Regions from separate parts of the Zea mays genome. Here all the other regions are linked to region 3. The links are chromatin contacts, called in public Hi-C maps. All regions are on one chromosome and are shown on one strand. The core of a region is the stretch at or near the end of the contact, and the rest is flanking DNA. Distances in the headings are between cores, read along the strand shown. Region 1 holds the start of LOC100277858. Region 2 holds the start of LOC103627279 (pentatricopeptide repeat-containing protein At2g29760, chloroplastic). Region 3 holds the start of LOC100194077.

What was found. Hi-C and Micro-C count contacts between places; a contact is called where the count stands out from the background.
Region 1: a Hi-C map of leaf shows a contact between it and region 3, with 9 times the contacts expected there. The contact joins the promoter of LOC100277858 here to the promoter of LOC100194077 in region 3. A contact is called at or near these places in 8 of 25 Hi-C or Micro-C datasets (bundle sheath, ear, leaf and 2 more).
Region 2: a contact with region 3 is called in a Hi-C map of leaf, with 2.8 times the contacts expected there. The contact joins the promoter of LOC103627279 here to the promoter of LOC100194077 in region 3. A contact is called at or near these places in 6 of 25 Hi-C or Micro-C datasets (ear, endosperm, leaf and 1 more).

The regions. Positions count from the first base shown.
Region 1 is chr5:175,697,346-175,700,045 of Zm-B73-REFERENCE-NAM-5.0, reverse strand. LOC100277858 reads left to right here and starts at 1,322. Exons shown (of 3, transcript NM_001151317.2): 1 at 1,322-1,583; 2 at 1,661-1,811. The coding sequence starts at 1,484. It overlaps LOC100273912 (N-glycosylase/DNA lyase OGG1), which reads left to right. Exons shown (of 3, transcript NM_001148304.1): 3 at 452-1,035. The coding sequence ends at 688.
Region 2 is chr5:175,489,636-175,492,335 of Zm-B73-REFERENCE-NAM-5.0, reverse strand. LOC103627279 (pentatricopeptide repeat-containing protein At2g29760, chloroplastic) reads right to left here and starts at 1,253. Exons shown (of 4, transcript XM_008647567.4): 1 at 1-1,253. The coding sequence starts at 1,232. LOC100272502 reads right to left here. Exons shown (of 12, transcript XM_008683160.4): 11 at 2,253-2,526; 12 at 1,701-2,178. The coding sequence ends at 2,111.
Region 3 is chr5:175,976,786-175,979,498 of Zm-B73-REFERENCE-NAM-5.0, reverse strand. LOC100194077 reads right to left here and starts at 1,252. Exons shown (of 18, transcript NM_001359384.1): 1 at 1,043-1,252; 2 at 1-939. The coding sequence starts at 836.

The DNA.
Region 1 (2,700 bases), core at 73-2,572, 280 kb after region 3:
ATTGCTAGGTTTGTTCCCTCTTAAAAAAACAAAACTATGTTTGTTTTTTTTTGGAAAAATATTATTTGAAACGCTAGTAAAACAATCACCATGTGTAGATACATATTCCTGCTGCATTCATAATGACTGTACCACTCATGTTGGGGTGTTTTTTTTGAATTCTTATTATTTTTCAATCAAACTTGTGGATGCAACCTGTAGAAGGTCTGCTGTCTATACTTAGTGGGTGTTTGGTTTCTAGAGACTAATTTTTAGCCCTTATATTTTATTTCATTTTAGTCTGTAAATTGACAAATATGGAAATTAAAATAGAGTTTTAGTTTCCGTTTTTGGCAATTTAGAGACTAAAATGGAGGGACTAAAAATTAGTCCCTAGAAACCAAACACCCCATTAATATGATCCAAAGACTATTTCATGTGAGTGTTAAACTCTATATGGATTCTAATGCAGGTTGCTACACAGTATCTATTACCAGAGCTAGCTGGCAAGAGCTTGACCCCAAAACTTAGCGTTGTTGTTGCCGATGCTTTTGTTACTAGATTTGGAAGCTATGCTGGTTGGGCACAAAACGTTCTCTTCATTGGCCAGCTACCAACTCAAAAAGTTGTTGTGGCTCAAGTTACCAGTGACAATGGTACCACAAAGCCTACCAAAAGGAAGCGCAGGGTGCAACCGGAACCATGTTGAGGGAGCATGGATACCAGCGATAGTGGGTTTGCCATTCTTCTGTGTTATTCTCGTTCAGTAAGAATGTAAGATGATGTAATATGACCATGACGAATGATCTTTTCTGCTGAACAGGCATTAGGTTGCTCCTGATCACACTAACATATTTGCTGTCAGCTTGTAACATATAGGAATGCCTGACTCATTACATTATGAGTTCTATTTTCATATGTGGGCATTGTGTTGTTTCTTCGTTAGCCTGCCCGTGCATCTTCCACAAAAACATCAGGATGGAAGCGGGGGCACATGTAACCGTGTTGTGTTGTTATTTAAACAGCGATGAGGGATTCAGTTGAAAGTATTGGGTCAATAGTTCTCTGTAACCTTTGCACCCAGCTATACCATCCCGTGCTGCCAGGCCGGCTTCTTCTGATGAACGTTTGAGCAAAGTTGTGTTCTGAATGTCCTGAGCTCCTGGTGACTGACTCAAAGGACAAATTTCTGTGATTTTACACAAAGGACACATATATACCAGTAGCCTCTTGTCAATGGACAACGGGTGACTTTACGCAAATATCATTGTCTTGCGACATGATTTTACGCAAATGTTATTGCCTTGCGATATGAGTATATGACACTCTGTTTCCTCCTCCCGAATCCGGTTGCCTGCATTGCCAGCAAAGTCAACGGCGCTACAACTGCATTACTGCAGGCAGGCTTTTTGCTTGCTTCCGCGGGCCTCGCATGCCATAGGCTCAATAACCTCGCCAGCGGATCCCTTCCTTGCGAGGCCGGAACTGAGCTGCCGCCGGCGCTATGGCGAGCGGCGGCCTGGCGGCTGCGTCGGAAGTCGCCGTCGTTTTCCTCATCCGCCCTGTCCTTGCCATCGCCTTCGTCTTCACCCTCATCCTCCTCAGTATGACTCCCCTCCCCTTATCTCCTCAGTTGAATAGTTGCGTGGGTTCCCTTCCCTGATCCGCTTCGTCGCCCCAGGCTGGTACGTGGCGTGGAGGACGGTGCTGGTGCACGTGCCGCTGGTGCAGGAGATCGCCGGCCTGCGCCCGAAAAAGCCCTCTAAACCCAAGCCAGCCAACCGCGGCCGCTTCGCCAAGTTCTACCAGAACCAGGCCGAAGCCGCACAAAGGTCAAAGCTTTACCTCCGCACGACCACACAAGCCTTCTTCTCCTTTTGCTCATCCGGATGTTTCAGTGCTGATTCATGTGGAAACTGACTGTCCAGCACTTGTTCAATTCGATCCAGATTGACTGCTTCAGTGCTGTTCAGTCCTGGACTCCTGGCATTGCTGAAGCAGTTTGTTGCAGTTAGGTTGTAGCTTAGGATTGTATCAGCATACCCCGCATGGCCACCCACTATCTGATCTAGTTGGGCATATGGCGATTCTGCAGCTCTTCATGTGGGCGTGGTTGCAATTGTAGTTAAATTGGAGTGGGGAAAGTTGCTTGAGCTGTCTATTTCAGCATTTCAAACTTGATTCAGCTTCATTTACAGTTTGGTACAACGGCTAAAGGACCTGAAGGCATAATTACCTGCATTTTTGTGTCCTTGTTCACCTCTGGATGCCCATCTCAAATTCCTAAATTTCTTGTCATGCCTACTATTGGTGCTAAAGTAAAACTGTTTGTTGCAATCCATAGAAAAGTCTAGACATTTCAAACTTCAGTGCATACAATTCGATATATTGGCACTTTGGAGCTACTCCATTTTTTTTTGACTGGAGCTATAACTATGTTCCTTACGACAACACAAGTTTTTTTTACACCTTGTATTGTGAATATCTGCAGTCCTATTCTCTCAGAAGCGGCTATTGAATTGCTTAGGCATAGCTGGGAATACCGGATACTTGTATATGGATGGGAGAAAAATAAAGCCATTATCATTTGCACGATCAATGTGGTTTATCTAGTAAAAAAATGAGTTGTGATTGAAATAGCTTATGCAACATTTCTCATTTAAATAACTAGTAATTGCACTTCATATATTGTACATTATGAACATGTATTCTTGAAACATG
Region 2 (2,700 bases), core at 4-2,503, 490 kb after region 3:
TCTAGCTCAATAAGTTTCTTTCCTACACGTTCACCCACACCAACATTGTTGTGCATCAAGCATGATGACATTAGAGCCCCCCACTGTGATGCATGTGGCTCCATCGGCATGTCCAGCAACACAGCCTCGGCTTCTTCCAGGAGTCCTGCACGTCCAAGGAGATCAGCCAAGCACCCGTAGTGCTCCCTCCGTGGCTCGATGCCATGGTCACACATGGACCTGAAAATCTCCTTACCTTCGTCCACACGACCTGTGTGGGTGCACGCACAAAGAACAACAACAAACGTTGACTCATTTGGCACAAACCCCATATCAAGCATCCTTCTGAACAACTCAAGTGCGCGTTTTCCATGCCCATTCATCGCAAGCCCACCAATCATTGCATTCCACAACACCACATCTTGGCTCTGGACTCCATCAAAGACCCACCATGCCTCATCCATGCACCCGCACTTGCAATACATATCGACAAGCGCCGTCTCAAGCATGACATTATCCGGACTCCTCCCAAGCCCCTCTGCTTTGAGAAACCTATGAACCCACCGCCCCCTCTCAAGAGCACCCAGATGCGCACAAGCCTTGAGCACGCTCGATAGCACCACGGCGTCTGGCCTGAACCCATTTCCCATCATCTGGTCGAACATCCTCAGTGCCTCACTGAACTCCCCAGCACGGATGCAAGCGTCGATCATTGCGCTCCAGGAAACCAGGCCCCTCTCGGGCATTCTGACGAATACCTCCCGCGCGGCCTCTAGGTCGCCGCACTTGCCGTACCCTGACACCATCGTGTTCCAGGAGAAAGCGTCCAGGGAGGTGGCACCGCTAGTATCAAACACCCTGCGCGCGTCGGAGAGCATGCCGAGCGCGCAGTAGAGCTTGAGGAGGCAGTTGGTGACGACGGGGTGTGCGAGCGCGCCGTGCTTGAGCGCCTGCCCATGCGCAAGCCCCGCCGCAGCGAGTCGATCGCAGACGGCAGCGGAGGGGGTGCGGGAGCGGGAGGAGGACGCGGCGAGGGAGGCGAGCAGGAGGGAGAAGGTGTAGGGGGTCGGCAATGTCGCGGCACGGATGCTGGAAAAGAGAGCGAGCGCGGCGGCCGCGGGGGCGCCGCGGCGCGCTAGCGCGGCGTGGAGTGGGCACCCGCGTGTAGGAGCCGAGGAAAAGCCAGCAGCGCCGGTGGAGCGGAGCCCAACGAGTGCGCGGAGGAAGCAGAGGTGGCGGCGGGGGGTGGGCATGAGAAACGGGTGGACAATCTGCTGCTGGTCGTGCCAAGATTTGTGCCAAATACTAGAGGAGATCGACTTGATCCCAGTGTACAAGCTGAAGTGCTTCCTTGACAGGACAGTTGTTTCCATGGGAAGCGCTGGTTCATGCAAATTAAGTACAGAAGCTAGGACAGTTGTTTTCTCGACCTGTGTTGCAGGTCGAGTTTTTAGATTATCTTCTGTGCTGTTTGTAGAGAATTTTGAAATAAAGAATGAGATACAGAATCGGATAGAGCATCTACTGAATATATCATTACAGAGAGTTGCTGAAGACAGCCTAATATCAGTAGACTTATATTTTTGTTATTTATGATCTAATGTTCCATTTCAGTACTGACAAGCTCATACTGTACAGTAGTTTCAGATTTATGCATGAAACATTTACGATCTAAGTTTCCATTTCGGTATAATATCAAACATTTTTTCTTTGATGTTGCCTCTCAAAAATCTCGATCCTCCAGTACCGAACATGATTATTTGGAACTGTGTTCATCGTCAAACATCAGGTAATGTAAATGTTACAGTTTATACCCATCAATCTGAGGTATCATTGGGGCCAAGGATAACAATTGTGGTATATACTACAGAACTACTCAACAACTACAACCACCGCTATATATATAACTAATTCAACATGAAAATTTGTTGCCTGTCCAAGTCCAGAAGAAATCAGAGAGAAACGAGGACAAGAATAGAAAAACATGGCTTTCAGCTCGGCGCCAAGCAACGATCATATTTCACAAAATGACCTGCGTTCTTGGTTTTAGAATCAGTGATCGCTCAATCAAATAAGGCTCTGCCATACATTTTCTCTGCGCTGACCCAAAATGGGGCGATATTATCTTCACTTAGTCACACTTTATGTTCCTGTAGATCCTCCTCACAAACAATGTCGATCCAAGATACCCGACGGCACCTAGCAAAAGCACCAAGCAGTATTAAACTAACGATACCATAGTTTGTCTACCACAAGATAGCAGAAGAGCTTACCGCATAGTGTTCCTAAGCCTAGGCAGAACATTAGAGTGTAGCCGAAATAGAAGCTGGTCTGGAAGAATCCAGACATCTTGGTCTTCATGTGGTAATAATATATGGAGTAGAGGTAAACATACACCGCAGTGGAAGCAGCAGAGAAGAATGAAGTCCATTGCCAGTGGTAGTTCTCCGCATTTAGCAAGAAATATGTACCGACAATTGTTACACATATGGTGACAATGATGAGTATCAGAAAGACCAGCAACATGAACCCATAAACATAGTAGACCTGTCAGTGGTTAATCAAAAAGGATGAGACATCAATGTCAACTCCAATGCCTCCTTAGGCTATCCTCACCAATGAGGAACTATTTCAAGCACCGCTCTATCCACAGTCCATGTACAGTACCAAAACAGTGTTTTGCACATCCATTATACCCACTGATGAGGACAGCCTTAGTAT
Region 3 (2,713 bases), core at 3-2,502:
CCTGAATCACCAGACATTCCACCAAACTGACCTGCCTTTAGATCTAAAGAAAGATCAATGCTCCCTGGAATGGAAGGAACTGAATCTATATGAGCTGGCCTCGAAACAGCTTCAATATCCGATACCAAACCATTTGGCTGCAGCTCATCGTTAGCAAACGTGATAGATCCTATGCCACGTGGCTCTTGCTCGCTGCCATGGTCCATTGAAACTGACAAACCTTCATAACCACATTTTGCTCCGTTACGAGCAGCCAGTAAATCTTGTACGGTTTCCTTTACTACCTCCACCACGGCACGACAATCACCTCCGTCACCCGTCAAACCCACATGCTCAAACTGGCTCCCTTCTGCCGTTTTATCAAACATGCCATAAAGGCATCCAGCATCCTTGGAACATACCACTTCACTGCAAGGAGGATAAGGTATCGTCTTATTCGACAGCCTGTCATTGACCTCATGACAGGTCTGCAAAGCAGCATTTTCAGCAGACGCCGCAGGAGCCAAACTACCTTCCTTCCGTTCATCCATGTCCATGACCCTCTGCTCTGAACTCGAACCCTTCTCCTGTCCTAGCTGAAACCTTCTTCCTCGATGGGAGGAAGAAGCACAATCGACAGGAGTCACCAATCCAAACGCGAAATTGCTCCCTTCGTCACCAATCTCTGTGGACAATCTAGCTTCCGGAGCATGACATACCTCTACTGCGGCATCCCCCAATCCATGGACCGGTTCAGGGGCGGTGGCAGTAGACAGAGCGACCTCCGCTGGCCCCAAGCGCTGGGCGTCAGCAACACGATCCTCCTCGCCGCGCACGGCCGCGCCAGACTCCTCCATTGCGACAGGAGGTCAGCAGGGTCCCGTACGGGTCTAGAACATCCAATGCCCTCACCGCAGCCTCCGCACCCGATCACGCCGCCGAAGCCGGGCTTACAAAACCCTAGAATTAATCGTAGAACACGGGCAGAAAACTCAATCAGGATTCCGTAAGCAAAGGTACCGCCCAACCCTTAGCAACAGGAAAGTAAGAGACAGGCGCGAACCTCGGTGACCCGCGTGGCGGCGAATGCCTGCTGCGTTGCAGTCGTCGGGTCCCGCGCCACCGGCCCCCGTTTCCCTCCGGCGACGGGCGGGACGCGGGAGTCAGGGGCGGCGCCGGGCTAGGACGTGCGGTAGGCGGCGGTCGTCGCCGCGTTGAGGAACGAGGGCGGCGGAGGCGGATAGGGGAAGGGTAGGACAGAGAGAGAGAGAGAGAGAGAGAGAGAGGAGGAGGCGAAGTATATTACTAGTATTTAGGAGATGGAAAGGAAAAAAAATAAATAAACAGGAAAAGGAAGGAGGTGGAGGAGGAAGCGGGGAACAGAAAAGGTTTCGTCTTGTTCCGTTCTCGAGTTGGTGACGCGCAATGGGAGGAGGAAGATGGTGAGATCGCGCTGGCAGACGACGCTGTTGAAACCCGAGCGTATCTGTTTGTTCGAGGAAAAAACGAATCTGTGGGTATATGTGGATTTCAGAGCGCAACAGAACGGAGACAGGCAGTATAGGACTAGAATCGAATTTAAAGGGTGCGGTTGTTTAGGTATATACAAATCTACCCTCTAGTAGATTATATAATTCAGTGTAAATAAAATAAAAGATAAATAAACAACAAAGATTATTATGTTGATTATATAATCTAAATATCTAGATTATAGTAATCTATAAACAGATCATTAGGTGATTATATAATTCGTAAGCTAGATTATATAATCTTAAAAGGAAATAATCAAAACCTTAATACATCGTCTAAAATAGATGTCTTTAAGAAATTAAATGACAAAATCAAGAAGTTAAATAAAAATATATGAATTTTTTTCTAAAGTGTTTGTCTCTATATGACTTTCACATATAATGTTTGTTAATTATATTTATGATGTGAACGATTCTAAATACTCCATTTTATATTATGTGATTTTTTTAGTTGTCCCTTTACTAAAACCTATTTAAGTGACTCGTCCATAAATAAACCGTTTAAACAAAATAATATATACTCCTTTAAAATATAAGTTTCGTGCGTTACGTGTCACATGTGAAGCATGTGGGTCTGTTCCTGTCACGCGCTTCTCGCGTACGGTTGAATCGTGAGAACTCATCCAAGCGCAGCACGACAGGACCACATGTAATGCAACACTCACATATATTACCACCGCGTTAGTTGAAGAAGGACGAGCGAACCGAGTACGCTATAAAAAAGAGAGGTCAGACTTCTTTTCAACCCATACGGTTCTCCAAACTGTTCGTTTAGCTTTAATTTGTAGCGATTTTACTGTTTCTACAGTGTTTTGTCTTTATAGATTGTGGCTGCAGTAGTCCAAAACAGTTGTCTTTAATTCAAAATGAATAGTCTGTATTTTTGGCTAAGATAGAGTGTAATATTTGTTTTATCATTTTCATATGTAAAACATTGTTTATTTAAATAGTGAATTTATTTTTACGTGTATCAAATATAAGCATTATAGTGGTAATGATTAAACGAAGGTAATCGACGGTTTAGCGTTTCGTAGACCGATGTCTAGTGGGAATTTATATTTTGAGTGAAAAGGGTAGGTGTGTGTAAAAGAAATTGGAAAAGGTGAACGGATACACCGCCGTGCGGTAGTTGCAAGTGTCGTAGACCAGGGTGTAGAGAGAGGCGGTTGGTGGCAGTTTATCCTCGCTCGTTCTTGACTTGATCA